2 separate regions of the Mus musculus genome follow, and region 2 is linked to region 1. The links are chromatin contacts, called in public HiChIP or PLAC-seq maps. All regions are on one chromosome and are shown on one strand. Each heading gives the region's core, a stretch centred on a gene start, on an enhancer-like site or on the middle of the called end of the contact. The rest is flanking DNA. Distances are from core to core; before and after follow the strand shown.

Region 1 (3,285 bases), core at 517-3,016:
CATCATGACTTGAGCACACAAGAACCTGATAGGGCAACCATATTGTCCCTTCTTCGAAGGGGAAGCCAATAACCAATGACTATGGTGGCCTACTGCTGGGCGGGGAATCTTCTTTTGGAGAAAGAAAATACATGTTTTTCTCTAGGGCTTTGAGAGAATAAAAAGTTCACTGTTTAGACTACGGGCAGCTGCCTATCGTGGCCACACAGGACATTGAGTGACCCACAGAGGCACCCCCCTCAATACTGTGCCTCCACCAAACATATCCCTGGCTTTTCTCTCTCTCTCCCCTCCCCTCTCTCTCCCCCCTCTCCCTCTCTCATAAAACACAACATTGCTTACATGGGGTCTCCATAGAGTGTGGTGTCTTTAGGTCTGGTGGTGGGACTGGCTATAGAAGTTGGGTGCGACTATTGGGTGAAGGAAGTGGCTACTCCCTGTCCTCTGAGGACACACAGCACTGCACAGTCTCAGAGAACCTGGAAACAGGTTCTCACACCTTGGCACAGTCAGCCACTGCCTGTGTGAGCTGTTCATCCAGGGTGAGGGAACCATTTCTTAGGTCAGTTGGTTCCTGATCTATTCCAAGGGAGTGCAGTTCAGGGAGACCCCAGTAGGCAAAGCCAGGGACTGTTAGTGTCTGCTACAGTGCCTGGTTCCTGCTTGCTGCGCAGATTCCCTTGCACGGGGCTCATGTCCTCCGCTGACCACAAAACACAATGGTTTATGGGCAGAGAAGTCAGAGGCTGGATGACAAGATCTCTAAACCACCGGTCCCTTGTCGCCTCAGAGACCAAATTGTTTAGTTTAGCGTCTGCATAGAGGGAGGCTACCCTGAGTCAGAGATGCTAAAGTTCCTACTCTTCATGGCCAGAAGTGCAGTTTTCCCAGTGGCCTGTGGGTGTTGTTTCCTTTGCTGGGGGAGGTGTGAGTGGCATCACCCACCTGCGCCTCTCTGAGTTCCCAGGCTGTGCTTGGCTTGGCACAGTAAGCACCAGTATTGAATCCTGTTCTGCCATTTGCTCGCTGTGGTTTCCTCTGAAAGGGGTGGTGGTGGTGGTGGTGGGGACACAAGTCTTTCCATTCACATTTTTGCATTATCATTAATACTTAGAAAACATTTAAGCTGTCGCCAGCCCCTGCTTAAGATTGCCATTCAGTGCAGCCCATTCACACCTTATTCTGTTACTGTTTATGTGTGTGGCATAGGACTGTGTGCCCATGCCCTGGCCAGAGCAGGGGTGTGTGGCAGTCAGAGGGTGACATCAGAGGGTCTCCCTCAATTGATTCTCCTCTGGAGATTGCATCTCTACTGCATTTAGAGCTCACTGACTAGGTAAGACTGGGTAGTGAGCCCAAGTGGATTCCGGCCTCTGGCAACCAGCTCTGGGGTAGCCGAGCCCAGCTTTTGTGTGTGTGGGTGCAGAGGATTCAAACTCAGAGCGTCACACTTGTGCAGAGAGCCTGTCACCATGAGAGCAATGTCCCCGGGGCCTGTGCCTTGTATCGTATTCACTTCCTCTGTTGTGGTTGGCTCGGTCTAAATCCTGTTTCTCAACTGTCATTTATGTGTTACTTTGGATTTCTGCCATGTCTGTTGCCACCTGTACTGTGACTTATGTCATATAGATTAATTGACTGTTGAATCATTTACATACAGTACAATAGACTTGCAAATCAGACCATTGAGGTAATGGTCTGCATAAGCTACTGCTTGGCAGTCTGTTTTCTGAGATGAATAATACCAACTTCTACAGTGGTGCAGTCAGGATTCTATTCCAGCACGCCGTCCTCCATCCCCCTTCCCTCTGCTAAGTTAGGTTGTGCCTTTGTCCTGTCTGAGCTTACAGCGATGCTCTCCGGTGGGTCATTTGGCAAGGGATTTTATTCATAAAGTCAGGGGATTTCTTTCTTCTTCTTCTTCTGTTAAATAACTTGGACTCTGACTGATTATAAGGAAGCGGTTCTTAGAGCTGATGACTGTTCGAAGTTGCTGGGAGGGAGGGAGGGAGCCATGGAAATTCCCTTCCCTGCCTAAAATAACTGGAACCGGAGCCCAACAGTGCGAGCTTTGTCCAGGCTTGAAACAATATCCCTTCCAAGTGTGTTTTGTGCGGAAATACTTACCAATATATGATGGTAGTTCTCACTGACAAGCTAAAAACATGTTAGTCATCATGTGTTTCACTGCTAAAAGGGTCATTGTTCCTCACAATGAGTCCCAGAGGGGTGAAATCTAAGTCTGTGGACATAGCAGAATTGCCCTTACCTGGTTTTGCCTAGCCTCTTCTGTTTGATTGCTGGCTATCACAACAATCTAATTCCGGAAGTAGATATATCCTCTATGGATTTGCCTATTTCTATTACACACCCATTTGTGACAGTCATCTCCCAGACACTCCCAAGCAGGCTCAGAGGCAATGGGAGTGTGGTGAAGCCAGGGAGCCTCCTAGTAGGGCGGAGTTCAGAGGAGCTGGTCGGAGATGAATGGGTGTGGGCTCAGGTTCCAAGGCTGCCCGGAATCCTGGGCCTTGAGTGGGCATCCAGTTGCTCCTAACTGGAGGAACTGTGGGTGCGAAGGCTCCAGTGGACTAGAGCTTATTGGAATGAAAATAACATTAAAGAAATATTTGAACTATTATAGACTTTATTTAAAAAAAAAAAGGCTAGCTAAGATCCCTGAAGTACCTTTTTCTCAGCTTTTAAAAACAAATTTATTTTTTTCACCCCAAGGAACATTTAAGGCTTAGATGAAATGAGACAGGAATAAAAGTGGGAATGAGTTTGTTTGTTTGCTTTGAACCTGGTGCTATAGTTTATATCTTTAATACTCCCTAAAGGCCCTTGTGTTAAAAGGCTGAGCGTGCATGAACACAGATGGGGAGTAGTTACTGGTTGGTGGCAACTCAGCAGCGATTACCCCATGGTTACATACATACGTCTTCCCCTCCCTCAGACTCCATTAACTTGCCCAATCTCCTCAGGGAGGGGTGGGGCCTCGTGAGCCTCGCCTTCCTTCCCTGTGGAATGTTGGCAGGCCTGGTCTTGTGCTGCTCTCTGACAGGTAACCATAGCAGCTGTGAATTCAGGAGTGTAACAGCTGTGTCACGTCCGGAAGACAGCGCTTCATGGCATCCCTTCCCAGCAAAGCTCTTCCATTCTTTCTGATCCCTCTCCCGCAGTGTCCCCTCAGCTTTGGGGAGGGTGATGTAGGTGTGTAAGGCTGAGCACCCAACAGTCAGGTTTTCTCTGCACTCTGAGCCATTATGAATCTCATACTCACTT
Region 2 (3,285 bases), core at 459-2,958, 2.7 Mb after region 1:
ACACACAGACACACACACAGAGACACACACAGACACACACACACAGACACACACAAACACACATAGTTACACTCACAGACAGACACACACATACACAGACACAGACACACACAGACACACACACAGAGACACACACAGACACACACACACAGACACACACAAACACACATAGTTACACTCACAGACAGACACACACATACACAGACACAGACACACACAGAGACACACACAACACACCATTAGGGAAAACAAGGGAAGGGTAAAGGAACATTCCTGAACTGCTCATGTGTTTGAGGAAGGACTTTACATCTTTCATTCATGTTTCAACATTTATTTATTTATGTCTCAGTATTTATATGACCTTCACGATCGAGAAGTAATATCAGCAGAATCGCCTGTGGGAAAGCAGCCGGCGCTGTGCTCTGAGGAGGGGGTGGGGATGAACTGTGGAATCCTGGCTGCCCGGATCACAGGTCACATTCCACTGCAGTGACCTGGAAGGAGCTGCCCAACCTTTCAGAAGGAATCTCAGAGCGGCTAGTGTGCCTTTCTGGGGGTGACCTGAAGGCTGGGTTGGGGCGTGCCTTCTGAGTCAGAGGTGTAGGCAGTAAGGGAAAAGGGCCTCAGATGCTGTGCCAGCCTTCCTGCGCCACCAGAGACCACGGCCTTCTGGGACAGGGAACAGAATGTGTTGCATCAAGGTGGAAAAGAAGACAGTGGAGGGACGGAGAGCCAAGGTGGGCCCAGTCCTCTGTAGCCGCCCAGGCCTCTCCAGACCTTCTTCTCTGCATCCGGGGTCTGTGAGATGACTGGGCTGCTTGGACGCATTTAGACATGGAATCACCCTGGGGTGTATCATTGCTCGCTCCCTGCAGCTAGAAGCCTGATAGTCGGTGTGGTGCTACAATCTCAGATTCTACAGGTGAAGGTGAGAAAACCAGAGGCTAGGGCTACATATTAGATCCTACATCAAAAGAAAAGAGGGCGAGGGAGGAAAAGAGAGAAGAAAGGAGGGAGGGAGAAAGGGATGGAGAGAGGGAGGGAGGAATGGAGCGAGGTATGAGGAGAGGGAGGGAGGGAGGCAGGAAGGGAGAGAGGGATGGAGGGAGGGAAGGAAGGAAGAAGGGAGGGAGGGAAGGAGAGAGAGAGGGAAGAAGAAAAAATAGTATGCCTGGGTTTGGGGTACAGCTCAGTGGTAAAGCCCTTGGCTAATCTGTGTGAGGTTCTAGGTTCCACGCCCAGTACCCCTCACAACCTCCAGGGATGCACCCCACATTGACTAACTCAAGAAATTCCCTTCTTTAAATAAATAAATGAAGAGACATTTCCTAAAACTTGGGGGACAGGAACCCCAGTTATCTGGGGCTGTCACTAGTATGACTGAAGCCCTGCCCAAGCTCGGTTCCCAGCTGTGTACAATAAAATAAGAGAGCTTGAAGACATTTAAACAGTTTAATCTGAATCGCACAGATCAGAAATGGTGGGCTTTATACACTTGGACATTTCTGGAGTGCTTTCCAATTTTCACAAGCTGTGTGTTGAGTTTAAACTCATAGTAGACTGAAATCATCACAAAACCAAGCAAGAAATAAAGTAGCCACCATGCAGGAGTGTCTTTGCTGGAGAAGCACGCCACAGGCCGTGGGGATTTGAGTGAGTAATATCCCCGAGTCTCCTGTGCGTGAACACTTGGTCCCCAGTAGCAGTTTTGAGACATTTAGGAGGTAGAGCCATGCTGGAGGAAGTGTGTCACTGAGGGTGGACTTTGAAGATCCACACTTCATCTCACTTCCTGTTTCCTCTTCCCCTCCCCTCTCCCTCTCTCTGTTTCGTATGTATCCCTGTTCTAATGCTATGTCCTTCCCCATTAGTGGACTCTAACCCTCTCAAACAATAAACCAAAATATGCCCCCCTCCTTAAAGTTGCTTTTGATAATGATGTTTTATTACAGCAACAGAAAGGGAGCTAACACAGAACACATTTTCACTGGGTGCTTATGAAACACCATGCCCTGCTCAACTATCTAGGTCCCAAGAGGCTTCGAGGCCTCCAGGCAACACCTAGCCTAGGGTTCCGATTTGAACTCATATTTTAGAATGAGTGGATGGATGGATGGATGCACAGATGGGTAGATATATAGATGGATGGGCAGATGGATGGATGGACAGACAGACGGATGGCTGGATGGATGGGTGAGTAAGTGAACAGACAGACAGGTGGATGGGAATGAGAACTTTGTATATATACTTCTTTTTGTTCTCTCCCCATCCCCTTTGAGGCCACATCTTACCATGTAGTGGAGGCTGGCCTGGAACTCACTATATAGCTCAAGCTTCCCTTTAATTCTTTATCGTCCTGCCTCAGTGCTCCTGACTACTGCAATTCCCATCATGCACAGCTCCACCTGTTTTGCCCATTTGCACATATACTCTGTGTGTGTGTGCATTTGCATGAGAGAGTGAGCATGTGTGAGCAGGTGTGCATGCAGGTGTGTAGAGGCTTGAGGACAGTGAGGACAGTCCCTTGGGCCATGTACTTTGTCTTTGAGATCAGGGCCCTCATTTGCCTAGAGGTCACTGACTAGGCTAGGCCGGCTGGCCAGTCAGCCGGGGTTCACTCCTGGGGTTCACTCCTGGGGTTCACTTGCCTTCCTCCTAGCACTCAGACTACACATACACACACCACCATTCTTATTTTTGCCTGAGTCCTGTGTTTGGGACTCAGCGCCTCATGTTTGAAAGCCAAGTACTTGAGTGACTGAGCTGCCCAGCCCTTTAAACACACTTTCAGAGCTGCCCCACACTTGTGAGGTAGAAACTTAGGTGGTGTGCTCTTTTGATGAGCTGGGAAAGAAGATCCACTTATCTTAGAGAGGACAGCAAAATACTTTTAAAAATGTTAATGCGTGCTGGGCGGTGGTGGCGCACGCCTTTAATCCTAGCACTTGGGAAGTAGAGGCAGGTGGATTTCTGAGTTCAAGGCCAGCCTGGTCTACAGAGTGAGTTCCAGGACAGCCAGGGCTACACAGAGAAATCCTGTCTTGAAAAACAAACAAACAAAGAAACAAAAAAACAAAAATGTAAATATGTGAATAATTTAACTCTGCCCAGGCCTGCAAATTGCAAATCCTCAGGTGGGTTTCAGGGTCACCTGGAACTTTTGAAAACACTGAAAACAGAAGGAGCTCTTGAAAATAAAGCAGGTGATGGGTGACAAGTGAGGGACGCAGAAACAATCAAAGACCGGCAATGCAGTGACGTGTCATAGCAGCTCAGGGACGAGAT

Evidence for each region. HiChIP or PLAC-seq counts read pairs in DNA pulled down with a chosen protein or histone mark.
Region 2: an H3K27ac HiChIP or PLAC-seq map of large pre-B cells shows a contact between it and region 1, with 8 times the contacts expected there. The contact joins two enhancer-like sites.

The regions. Positions count from the first base shown.
Region 1 is chr2:170,306,170-170,309,454 of GRCm38.p6, forward strand. No RefSeq gene overlaps it. Among named protein-coding and RNA genes, the nearest start is that of Gm34542, 11 kb to the right of the region's middle. Within about 2 kb of position 1,767, at least 180 of the 459 cell types and tissues checked have an H3K27ac peak or open chromatin away from gene starts, as enhancers often do.
Region 2 is chr2:172,964,908-172,968,192 of GRCm38.p6, forward strand. No RefSeq gene overlaps it. Among named protein-coding and RNA genes, the nearest start is that of Gm52538, 13 kb to the right of the region's middle. Within about 2 kb of position 1,709, at least 62 of the 459 cell types and tissues checked have an H3K27ac peak or open chromatin away from gene starts, as enhancers often do.